Linked DNA regions of Zea mays: region 1 is linked to region 2. A link is a contact called in public Hi-C data. All regions are on one chromosome and are shown on one strand. The core of a region is the stretch at or near the end of the contact, and the rest is flanking DNA. Distances in the headings are between cores, read along the strand shown. Region 1 holds the start of LOC103635692 (IQ-domain 25). Region 2 has its middle 36 kb from the start of LOC111590001.

What was found. A called contact is a pair of places that touch in the nucleus more often than the background predicts.
Region 1: a Hi-C map of ear shows a contact between it and region 2, with 4 times the contacts expected there. The contact joins the promoter of LOC103635692 here to the enhancer-like site in region 2. A contact is called at or near these places in 3 of 25 Hi-C or Micro-C datasets (ear, leaf and tassel).

What each region holds. Positions count from the first base shown.
Region 1 is chr8:111,121,575-111,127,175 of Zm-B73-REFERENCE-NAM-5.0, forward strand. LOC103635692 (IQ-domain 25) reads left to right here and starts at 3,484. Exons shown (of 3, transcript XM_008658083.3): 1 at 3,484-4,872; 2 at 4,988-5,191; 3 at 5,287-5,601. The coding sequence starts at 4,420.
Region 2 is chr8:110,923,586-110,929,019 of Zm-B73-REFERENCE-NAM-5.0, forward strand. No RefSeq gene overlaps it. Among protein-coding and RNA genes, the nearest start is that of LOC111590001, 36 kb to the left of the region's middle. Within about 2 kb of position 2,441, at least 17 of the 20 cell types and tissues checked have an H3K27ac peak or open chromatin away from gene starts, as enhancers often do. A contact at or near this core is called in ear, leaf and tassel, where this site is marked.

The DNA of each region.
Region 1 (5,601 bases), core at 2,234-4,733, 200 kb after region 2:
TGGTACCTCTTGGTCGACGGGCGGTGACGAAGTCACGTCAGGGGCTGACTGCACCGTCGTCTCAGGTACGAGGGTGACGCCCAGCAAGTCCTTCACGAGCGTGCTGGCGTCGTCCATTTGCTTGGGATTGGCGTGTTGCGGGGAGACGGCGCTCGTCTTCGTCTCAGACGCGAGGTCGATGCCCGGCGTGCCCCCCGTTGGGGCGCCGGCGCCGTCGACTCGCTCGACAGCCGACGAGGTGCCGCCTCCTGCTTGGCCTTGGTTGCCCCGCCTCCTCCTCCGTCGGCGGGGGAGGGGACGGGGCGAGCTCGAATGTTTTTCTTCCACCGCGCGGGGAAGACGTCGTCGATTCCGCCGCCGGCGGGCGGGTTGTCGGCCGCCATTGTCGCTGTCGCGCGACGGGGGAAGGAGTATCATGTCATAGCTGCCGTCGAGGGACATGAACTCAAGACTCCCGAAACGGAGTACCGTCCCGGGCTGGAAAGGTTGCTGGAGACTGCCCATCTGGAGCTTGACGGGAAGCTATTCGTCAACACGCAGCAGGCCCCTACCTGGCGCACCAACTGTCGGCGTTTCGAACCTGGGGGGTCCCTGGACCGACGAGTAAATTTTCGCCGCGTGCCCCAGCCCAGATGGGTCGGCGCGAGACGGAGCGCGAAGGGGGGAAGAAGCCGGAGGGAGACAGGCGTGAGAGGTGAAATCCCGCGGCCTTCGTGTTTGTCCCGCGCCCAGGTCGGGTGCGCTTGAAGTAGGGGGTTACAAGCGTCCACGCGGGAGGGAGCGAGCGGCCTCACGCGATCGCCGTCCCGTCCTTCCCCGCGCGGCCAACCCTCTATAAGAGGGCCCTGGACCTTCCTTTTATAGGCGTAAGGAAAAGATCCAGGTGTACAATGGGGGGTGTAGCAGTGTGCTAACGTGTCTAGCGGAGGAGAGCTAGCGCCCTAAGTACATGCCATCGTGGCAGCCGGAGAAGTTTTGGCACCCGGTTCGTGTGGTGTCGTGGCCGTCGGAGGAGCGCTGGAGCCTGGCGGTAGGACAACTGTCGGGGCTGTCGGGTCCTTGCTGACGTCCTCTTGCTTCCATAAGGGGGTTGAGAGCCGCCGTCGTCATCGAGCGTGCGGGGCGCTATCATTACTTATTTGGCGGGGCGAGCCAGATGGGACGCCGGTCTTGTTCCCTGTAGCCTGAGTCAGCTTGGGGTAGGGTAATGATGGCGCCTCCTGTGACGTGGTCGGTCCGAGCCCTAGGTTGGGCGAGGTGGAGGCTCCTTCGAGGTCGAGGTCGAGTCTGTCTTCCAAGGCCGAGGTCGAGTCCGAGCCCCTGGGTCGGGCGAGGCGGAGACCGTCGGCTGAGGCCAGGGCTGAGTCCGAGCCCTGGGGTCGGGCGAAGCGGAGTTCGTCGTCTTCCGGGGCTGAGCCCGAGTCCGAGCCCTAGGGTCGGGCGAAGCGGAGTTCGTCGTCTTCCGGGGCTGAGCCCGAGTCCGAGCCCTAGGGTCGGGCGAAGCGGAGTTCGTCGTCTTCCGGGGCTGAGCCCGAGTCCGAGCCCTGGGGTCGGGCGAAGCGGAGTTCGTCGTCTTCCGGGGCTGAGCCCGAGTCCGAGCCCTGGGGTCGGGCGAAGCGGAGTTCGTCGTCTTCTGGGGCTGAGCCCGAGTCCGAGCCCTAGGGTCGGGCGAAGCGGAGTTTCCTATGGCGCCTGGGGCCGGGCTTGGCTGCTGTCAGCCTCACTCTGTCGTGTGGCACAGCAGTCGGAGCGGCGCAGGCGGCGTTGTCCTCTTGTCAGGCTGGTCAGTGGAGCGGCGAAGTGACTACGGTCACTTCGGCTCTGTCAACTTGGAGGACGCGCGTCAGGATAAAGGTGTCAGACCACCTTTGCATTAAATGCCCCTGCGATTTGGTCGGTTGGCGTGGCGATTTGGCCAAGGTTGCTTCTTGGTGAAGACTGGGCCTCGGGCGAGCCGAAGGTGCGTTCGTTGCCGTAGGGGGTCCTCGGGCGAGACGTAAACCCTCCGGGGTCGGCTGCCCTTGCCCGAGGCTGGGCTCGGGCGAGGTGTGATCGCGTCCCTTGAATGGACCGATCCTTGACTTAATTGCACCCATCAGGCCTTTGCAGCTTTGTGCTGATGGGGGTTACCAGCTGAGATTTAGGAGCCTTAAGGGTACCCCTAATTATGGTCCCCGACACTAACTAACACTATCAAACTAATGCCTAACTAATTACTAACCTCATCTACTAACGTACTAATTCCTAGATACTGAATAAGTAATAGTTAAGTAATAACTACTTATTGACTAATAACTATATACTAACTATTAAATGACCACATTAAACAAAATTACATAATCTATGAATAATGTAAGAAAAAAGGTATATATGAGATCACAGATGAGTCAAGCTACCGGTAGAGAACGTCGATTCGGACGGATTCCTATCTACAAAAAAACATAGTAGTCTCACTATAAATTTCGGCAACACCTCCCCTATACGGTGGGGGTGTAAAGAAACAACAACACGATGGTTATAATTCACACTCACCAACAAGTAATTATACTAACTCACTATAACTAGGTAACTAACTATAACAAATTTGCTAAAAGTTGTTTTGCTTATAACTAACTATAACAAATTGGCTAAGTAACTAACTAAGTAACTATAACTAAGTAACTAACTATAACAAATTTGCTAACTTACTAACTATAACTAAGTAACTAAAAAATAAAAATTGGAAAAATACATGCCGGAGCTGGGCGATGCGGCAGAGGGCCGGGCGCGGTGGCAGGGTGGCTGGGCAACAGGGCGACCTCGCTGGGTGGCAAGGCTGCGAGGCGAAACGGTGGCGGGCGCTTCGGTAGCGGGGCGGCTCGGCGGGAGAGAGAACGACGCACGGGGAGAAGGAGAATGGTGTGCAGGGAGAGAGAACGGCTGCCTAGTTTACTTCCGAGCTCGGCGCCAAGATATGTGGCGTCGAGCTTAGGGACACGGTGGCGGCTAGTTAAGCTCTACCATGCTAACATGGTTGATACCTCGGCTTCACAATATGTGACGCCAAAAAGTGTTACATTGACGTTATAGCCTGTGGCGCTGAGAAGAGGGTTCGTTCGTGAGCCTAAACGTGATTTGTTTTCGAAAAAATTCTAAAATACAAAAAAACGGGAAGATATACCCTATCCGGTCCTCCGTCTTTCTCGCTACGCCCTGCGACAGCCGACAGCGACAGCTTGGCTAGCTCGGATTCGGATCGGATCGGATTCGATCCGATCGTGCATGCACGGAGCGGTGATAGTGGTACGGTGGTGGCTCCTGCAGGTCAAGGTGCTATACGCCGCTCACGGGAGTGGCCCGCAGGCTGGTGGTCTCGTCGTCGTACCCGTCGTCGCATGCAGCATGGAGCTCAGAAAGCGCCACCACCCATCGTGGGTGATCAGTGAGTGAGGTGGTGAGATCGAAAGCTGATCGATCGATTGATTCCGATCGATCTCGCGTCCATGTCCCGCCGACGCGCGCGGCCCCGCCCTTCGCAGGCTCCTCAGCTCGCACCAGCTAGCTAGCCGCCGGCGAGTCCCTTGGTTCATCTCGGGGGTCGGTGTGGTCACTCATTTCCAAAAGCTCGCTCGCTCGCTCGCTCTTCCTCTCCTCATCACGAGTCTTTTGAAAACTATACTACTACTTGCATGGATCGGCGCGTACTGTGCATCAGGATCATGCTCGCGTAGACGCCTTGGCCCATTCCATGGCCGTATGTCCCTACCCTCTCGTACGTACGTCCCATGTGCATTACCTCCCTCCCCCCAACTTGGTTCTGCCGGGGGCACCACGTACTCCGACTGTGCAACTCTGAGATCGCACTCTGTTGATCTGTTCCGGCGGTCAGGCATGCTGGTCTTCTTGGTTCCAAAGATGCGGCGGTCTAGACGTCCACTACTCCTGTTGCTCCCAAACTGGTCGTCCTCCTCTTCGTTCTCACACCCCTTTCTCGTTTGCGTCTTTTTGGGCTGACGCTGTCCCTTTTCGAACCTCGAGTCCCCCAAACAAATCTCTCTCCGTCTCTCGCTCTTCACGCTACTCCCAAACTCTAGTAATATAATATTTTTGATGATGCCATCCGTTTCCGTTTTTTTAATTTTATTAATGGCGAGGAGAGAGAGACCACAGATCACAGAGAGCTCCATGCTTCGCTTTGTCCGCTAATGCTAATGGGGATGGCCGCTCACCTTGCCGCCGTGGTGTGGCGTCGTCTCGGTCTCGGTCCCCTACTCCTTTTTATTTCCAGCCCGCGGCCTCTCGCACGCTTCTCCAGTTCTCCTCCCGTTTTCCCTCTCTTATTCAAAAGAAACCCCACCACCTCTAACCGTAAACCGCTGTGTATCCCGTCCCGTCCCGTCTCTCGCTCGGCCAGCAGGCCACCAACTGCCAGGTCCGGCGATGGGCAAGGCGGCGCGCTGGTTCCGCAGCTTCCTGGGCAAGAAAGAGCAGCGGCCCACCAAGGACCAGCGGCGGCTGCAGCAGCAGGACGACCAGGCTCCTCCGCTTCCGCCGCCAAGCGCCAAGCGCTGGAGCTTCGGTAGGTCGTCGCGGGACTCGGCGGCGGCCGCGGTCGTCTCGGCCGGCGCGGGCAACGCGGCGATCGCGCGCGCCGCCGAGGCCGCGTGGCTCAGGTCCGCCGCGTGCGCCGAGACGCACCGGGACCGGGACCAGGACCAGGACCAGAGCAAGCACGCCATCGCCGTGGCCGCCGCCACCGCCGCCGCGGCGGACGCGGCGGTGGCGGCGGCGCAGGCGGCAGTCGCCGTTGTGCGCCTCACCAGCAAGGGACGCGCGCCGCTCTTCGCCGTCGCCGCCGCCGTCAGGATCCAGACGGCGTTCCGAGGATTCTTGGTAAGCGGCAAGGCAACCTTTTTTTTTTCCTTTCCTCATTATCCGCACCCTGTGATGGAATCGAATCCAACAGTGTTCTGTTGCTGCCCTGCCGCGGTGTGTTCCTTCTACGCAGGCCAAGAAGGCGTTGCGCGCGCTCAAGGCGCTCGTGAAGCTGCAGGCGCTGGTGCGCGGCTACCTCGTGCGCAGGCAGGCGGCCGCCACGCTGCAGAGCATGCAGGCTCTCGTCCGCGCGCAGGCCACCGTGCGCGCGAGACGAGCCGGCGCCGCCGCCCTCCCGCACCTCCACCACCTGCCCGGCCGCCCGCGCTACTCGATGGTACGGACACGCCATTCTCTACTCGTCCGTACGCACATGCTCACTCTCGTACATATCCTCGCTGTTTCTTGACGTAACACCCGTCCGGCGCGCAGCAAGAGCGGTGCGCGGACGACGCGCGGATCGAGCACGGGGTGGCGGCGCACAGCAGCCGGCGGCTGTCGGCGAGCGTGGAGTCCTCGTCGTACGGCTACGACCGGAGTCCCAAGATCGTGGAGGTGGACCCCGGCCGCCCCAAGTCGCGGTCGTCCTCGCGCCGCTCGAGCGCCCCGCTGCTCGACGCCGGCAGCTGCTGCGGCGAGGAGTGGTGCGCCAGCGCCAACCCCGCGTCCTCGCCGCTGCCGTGCTACCTGTCCGCCGGGCCGCCGACGCGCATCGCCGTGCCGACCTCGCGCCAGTTCCCGGACTAC
Region 2 (5,434 bases), core at 1,191-3,690:
GTGCTTATTTGGACACTTGCAGCTACGCTTGCATTTTCATTTGCGCTCGCACTTCCATCTTGTGCAACTATAACAAAACAAATAAAGTCAAAAAGGACACATGTTAATATACGTTTGTAGTCACATAAAAATGAAACAAATAAAGTCAAATAGGACACCTTTAGCCAATTGTGGCACTAAATCCATGCTCTGGTGTGACCTTGCGGCTTTAAATGAAGATGCCATAAACTTGCTTGTTGGGGTATTGGTTGACTTGGTTGTTAGTTGTCGTTTCACTACACGATGGTCTCCATCTATGGACTTGTTTTTTCCACGACTAACTTGTTGGCACAGGACATTCACCTCACTAGGTGCAGGAACATGGTCCTCCACCATGTGTTCACTGTTGTTACCATTAACATCCTCCCTACTACCATGTATTTCATCTTCATGGGACACATTGTTGTCACAAATATCATCGACATCCATGGCGCTGTCATTATCCATCACAATAATATGAGCAAAGTTACTAATAGTTGTAAACCATACTAAGTGGACTGTCATCGTTGGTAAAGCAACAACATTACCGAGCTGCACGACGGGGCCACGGATCGAGTGTTCGGGCGTGAGTTGCCTCTTGCTGCTGCTGACGAGCCCCCGCCGACGAGCCGACGATGGTGGCCGCCGAGGAGTGCCCGCTGTTGGGACCTGATGCGCCGGCGTGAGGCTGCTGCATTCTTGGACGCAGGGTCGACGGCGCCTAGAGCAGTGGACTGGAGCTAGGGTTGACGGCGCTCGGACGGCGCTCGGTCTGGCGGCGGCGCGGTGCGGTCGGCTGCCCGGCTCGGTGGCTGGCACCTGGGAGCAGGGAGCGAGGTGGCTGAGAGCAGGGAGCGAGACCTAGGAGCAGGGAGGGGCTGGGAGCAGGGAGCGATACCTGGGAGCAGGGAGCGCGGTGGCCGGTGAGAGCTCGGGCGGACGCGGCGCGGTGAGCAGGGAGCGAGGTGACCGAGCGGCGCCCGTCCGTGGTCCGTCCAGCGGCGGCGCGGTGAGCAGGGAGCTGACCGAGCTCGCCCGTCCGTGGTCCGTCCAGCGGCGCGACGAGCTCGGGCCTCGGGCGGACGGACGACGGGGAGTCGGGGATCGCCGGATGGGAGCTCGGGCTCGCCCGCTCGATCTGGCGTGAGGCTGTGTCGCGCAGCCGCGGTGACGGCGTCTGGCGGCTGGACGATGGAAGCCAACGCAGGTGGCCAGGACCCAGGTCCCAGGGTAGCAGCGACACGGCGCTCGGCTTGGAGGCCACAGGCCAAACGCCAAAGTGATTGGGCTGGCCGCTTGGGCCTGTTTATGTTTAATTCATTAATTGTTTATTAGGCTAAATATTACCGGGTACCCGGTAGCCGGGTACCCGTATCCGCCCGAGGCTGTCGGGTATTTACCGGGTACTGCTCGTCCCGTATCCGTCCCGTATCCGAGACGATTCTATCCGGGTAGTACCCGTATCCGTCCCGGATATAAAATTACCCGTATCCGTATCCGAAAAAACGTCCCGAATTAGTATCCGTATCCGGTACCCGGTCCGGGTACCCGACCCGTTTTCATCCCTACTTGCGGCAGACTCGGACCTTGCAGGCCGCACCGTATGCCGCTATTGCATGGTGGAACGGCTACATGTGGCGTGCTGGACCGGGTCAGACGGCCACCCCTGCCTTTCCTCTCTCGCACGTCGCCCCTAGCGCAGTCTTAGACAGCTCGGCCTAGAGATGGCAATGGGTAAAAACCCGCTGGGTATTACTTGCCCAAACCCGTACCCGCGAAGAAAAAATACGCCCGCTAAAAAACCCATACCCATGACGGGTATAAAATTTTGCCCAAACCCGTACCCATGTGGGTTTCGGGTACCCAACGGGTTTCCCATACCCACTAACATCAACATAAAAAATAATTCATCATGTAAATAACAATCAATACATTAATAAGCTAGCATAAAAGGAACAAGTGATAACTAATTTTAGCCTAAAATTTGTTACATGAAGTTTATTTCAATTAGAACATATTCAATTAATAATATTATGAGACATATTTATAAGGAGTGTTGATTTTAAGGCGGGTTTTAAAAACCCATGGGTTTGCGGGTATGGGTAGTGGAAGAACAAACCCATGCCCACGTACCCGTTGGGTTTCGATTTGAACCCATTAACAAACCCATGGGTAGAGAAATTGACCCAAACCCATACCCTAATAGAGCAAAAACCCACCGGGTTTCGGGTAGCGGGTACCCATTGCCATCTCTAGCTCGCCCCGGTGCAATTCTTCTGGCATGGTGCGAGAGTTTCCAGTGAGGCGGGGTTTCGGTGCAAGCGCTGCTGGCGTAGGCGCGGGCGTGCAGGTCGTGGGTGGCCATGCGGCGACCAACATCCTGACGCTGCTATCTAAGGTGTGGCCCAAGAAGGTCGAGGAGCTCACCGCCAGGGTCCACAACACCAGCACCACCGGTGGTGGAGGCCAAGGTCGGCGTCGGGTCCGCCACGCTACACGGTTCCTCGAGGCGTCCCTACGCAGCCTCGACGGCCACGACGACGTGTACGAGTGCGCGGGTGAGCGGTCACAGGGGTGCTAGATTCTTTTTCAACGAACATATCAACAACATCTCATACCGCTTGATTACGTAGAGGAATCGAAACCTGTCGCGTAGGACAGTTCGGCAAGGCCGGAGGACCTGCCGGCGTGGTGGAGAGTCGGTGCCGATCAGATCCACAACAACGTCGAGGTAGAGCGTGCTGATAACGTGTTGAGAACTACGTTACCACGGATCACCAGATCCGCACCCTTTCCTCCCGTCAGCAGATTAGGCGCGAGAAGTAGTGGAAGACTTGTATCCCTTCACAGAAGCATGACAGAGGAAACACACGAGACACGATGTAGGGTTGGGCCTTTGGCCTCTTTCTCTTCTCTGTCATATGAAGGGGTGTACATGTTGCTTATATAGAGATATGAGACTACTTAGGGATAAAACAGATATTTGCCCACATAACCCTAACTAGGGTTACTTAACAAAAGTAAGCACACAATCCAACTTACCCATGGAAACAAAAAGAAAAAGCCCATGAGTTACAGCCCGCAAATCTTCGCGTCCGACCTCTCGGCGGCGAGTACGGTGCCGACCCTTGCTCGCATGCGTTGGTTTTATTAGGTGGGCTTTTCTTTAGTGGGCCCTTTTATCATCTCAGAAAGCGAACCGTTATTTAGACTGGTATGTATAGGACATTAGGACTTGAGCTACGTCCTCGAGTCCAGCCATCATCCACAAAGGATGCGTCGTTGTCCAAGAACATTTTTTTTTCTCTTTCCGTTTTTATGTTTTCTCTTCTTTTTTCTTTAGATTTTCATCTTCTTCATTCTTCCTTTTTATGTTTTCATCTATTAATATTTTTTCTTTATCTCGTATGCTACATGTATTATTCTCTATTCTTGTTTTTTCATTTTCTCTATGTTTGTTTTGATTTCAAATTTTTGCAACATTTAATAGACGTTTTATTAATGGGAATGGTCTTATGATGTTATGGTGCTATTCGGTTGAAACTTTTCTGATTTATTTATTACTCAATAATATTCCGTACTGATATTACATATTGTATCTATTAAATAAGAGGTGATTCATTATCTTGTTCTTGTTCTTGTGGTGCGTTTGATTGGTTTATATTGTATTCTTTCTAAAAAAGTATTAATGTTTCACAGATATTATGTTGTGCAATGTTTTTATAATACCCGTGAGATGTTCTACAGTTTGTATTGAATTGTTTATGTAGTATACGTGTGATGATCTACAGTATATATTGGTATTCTCTTGTACTACAAACGAGATATTTTACAATTATCTCTAAGTATTCGCACAATATAAGGCCCTGTTTGGGAACAAAGTTTTTGGAAACCACGGTTTTTGAAATACTACAATATACTTTAGTCATGACAATACCACAGTTTAAACTACTACAGTTTTAGAATACCACAGTATTGAATACATAGATGTGTGGAAACAAAGTATTTTTTTGCACGCGGGAGAGATGCGCGCGCTGCGTTTTACAGAGAAAACTGAGGTATAAACCTAAGTTTAGAATAATTCAAAAGAGCTGCAGCATTTGTAATACTTTAGTTTTGAAAACAGAGATTTTAGCTGGCTTGCCAAACACATTTTGATATATAATACTACAGTTTTTGAGAATACTGCAGTATTCTTCCAAAACTTTGAAAAAACTTCACTCTCAAACACCCCCTAAGTGATTCTTCTATAGCATACTTCATGCTATTTAAATAGGTATTCATGTGATGTTCCTTTTGATATTCTTATATTTTGTGTACTAGCAATAGAGCATAAGGCTGGAGCTGGTTGGCGCAGCCTAGGCCCTAGGGTGCTGACCTTGTGGGACCTTAAGCATGTCCATTATGCCACCAATAGATGAGGGGAAAAATTCTCTGCAGTCAGCCGGCGGTAGAGATGTAGGCCTGCAGTTCTTTCAATTCATGATACGCACGATCGAAGCAGATAAAAAAAGTAAAGCCAGTAATTCACTCGATCATTAGTAGATGAACATGTATCATAAACCAAAAGAAATTTTCAGGGCTACTTATCTACAGTTGGCTGTAGAGATTTTATTTTATTTTTCCATGGATAACATATGGGCCAGGCCATCAGGACTGGCTAAACATGGGCTCGAAAATGCAGGGTCCAGTCCCATGTTGGGCTGGCTCGATAAGCACATGCCCTACAAGCTAAGCTAGGCCGAGCTATCGACTTTTGTGTGTGCGTTTATAATGATAAACAAATATACGATATATGTGAACGATTGCATTATATACTATCTTAAAGAAAAGGAGAATCAGCAACTGGCCGAACAATATCATTTATCACGAGTATATATGGCGAGGTTACCGCGGAACGCATATGCAAGAATTACCGGATATAAGAGCCCAGTTTGAAGCAGAAGATGAAAAGTCTTGAATTATTGATAATAACTAGCAAACGTGCTATATGATGGAACTTAATACGTCGTAAAATATAGAAGACAAAACTTTCGAAACTTAGATCATTACTAGCGAACATGGTGCGCAATGAATTCTAATATATTTTAAAATTAAATACCACAGTTAAACACGAGTTATTCTAATTCGTATGAGCACGGATCTTACACTTTGCTTTTTAAAATTAAATAGAGGTTTGAGACTATTTCCACTATTCGAATTATAAAATATTTTATTGTTTTGAGAATTTCTATGGTTTTTGTTTTTTTCTATTACGTCTATTCTCTATTATATTTAAGTGCACGACGCAGAAATGGTGAGCTCGGTGGGGAGCTGGGTACAACCGTCCACTATGTTGAAAACTACGTTACCACGGATCACCAGATCCGCTCCCTTCCCTCCCGTCAGCAGTAGAGGCGCAAGAAGATGTAGAGAA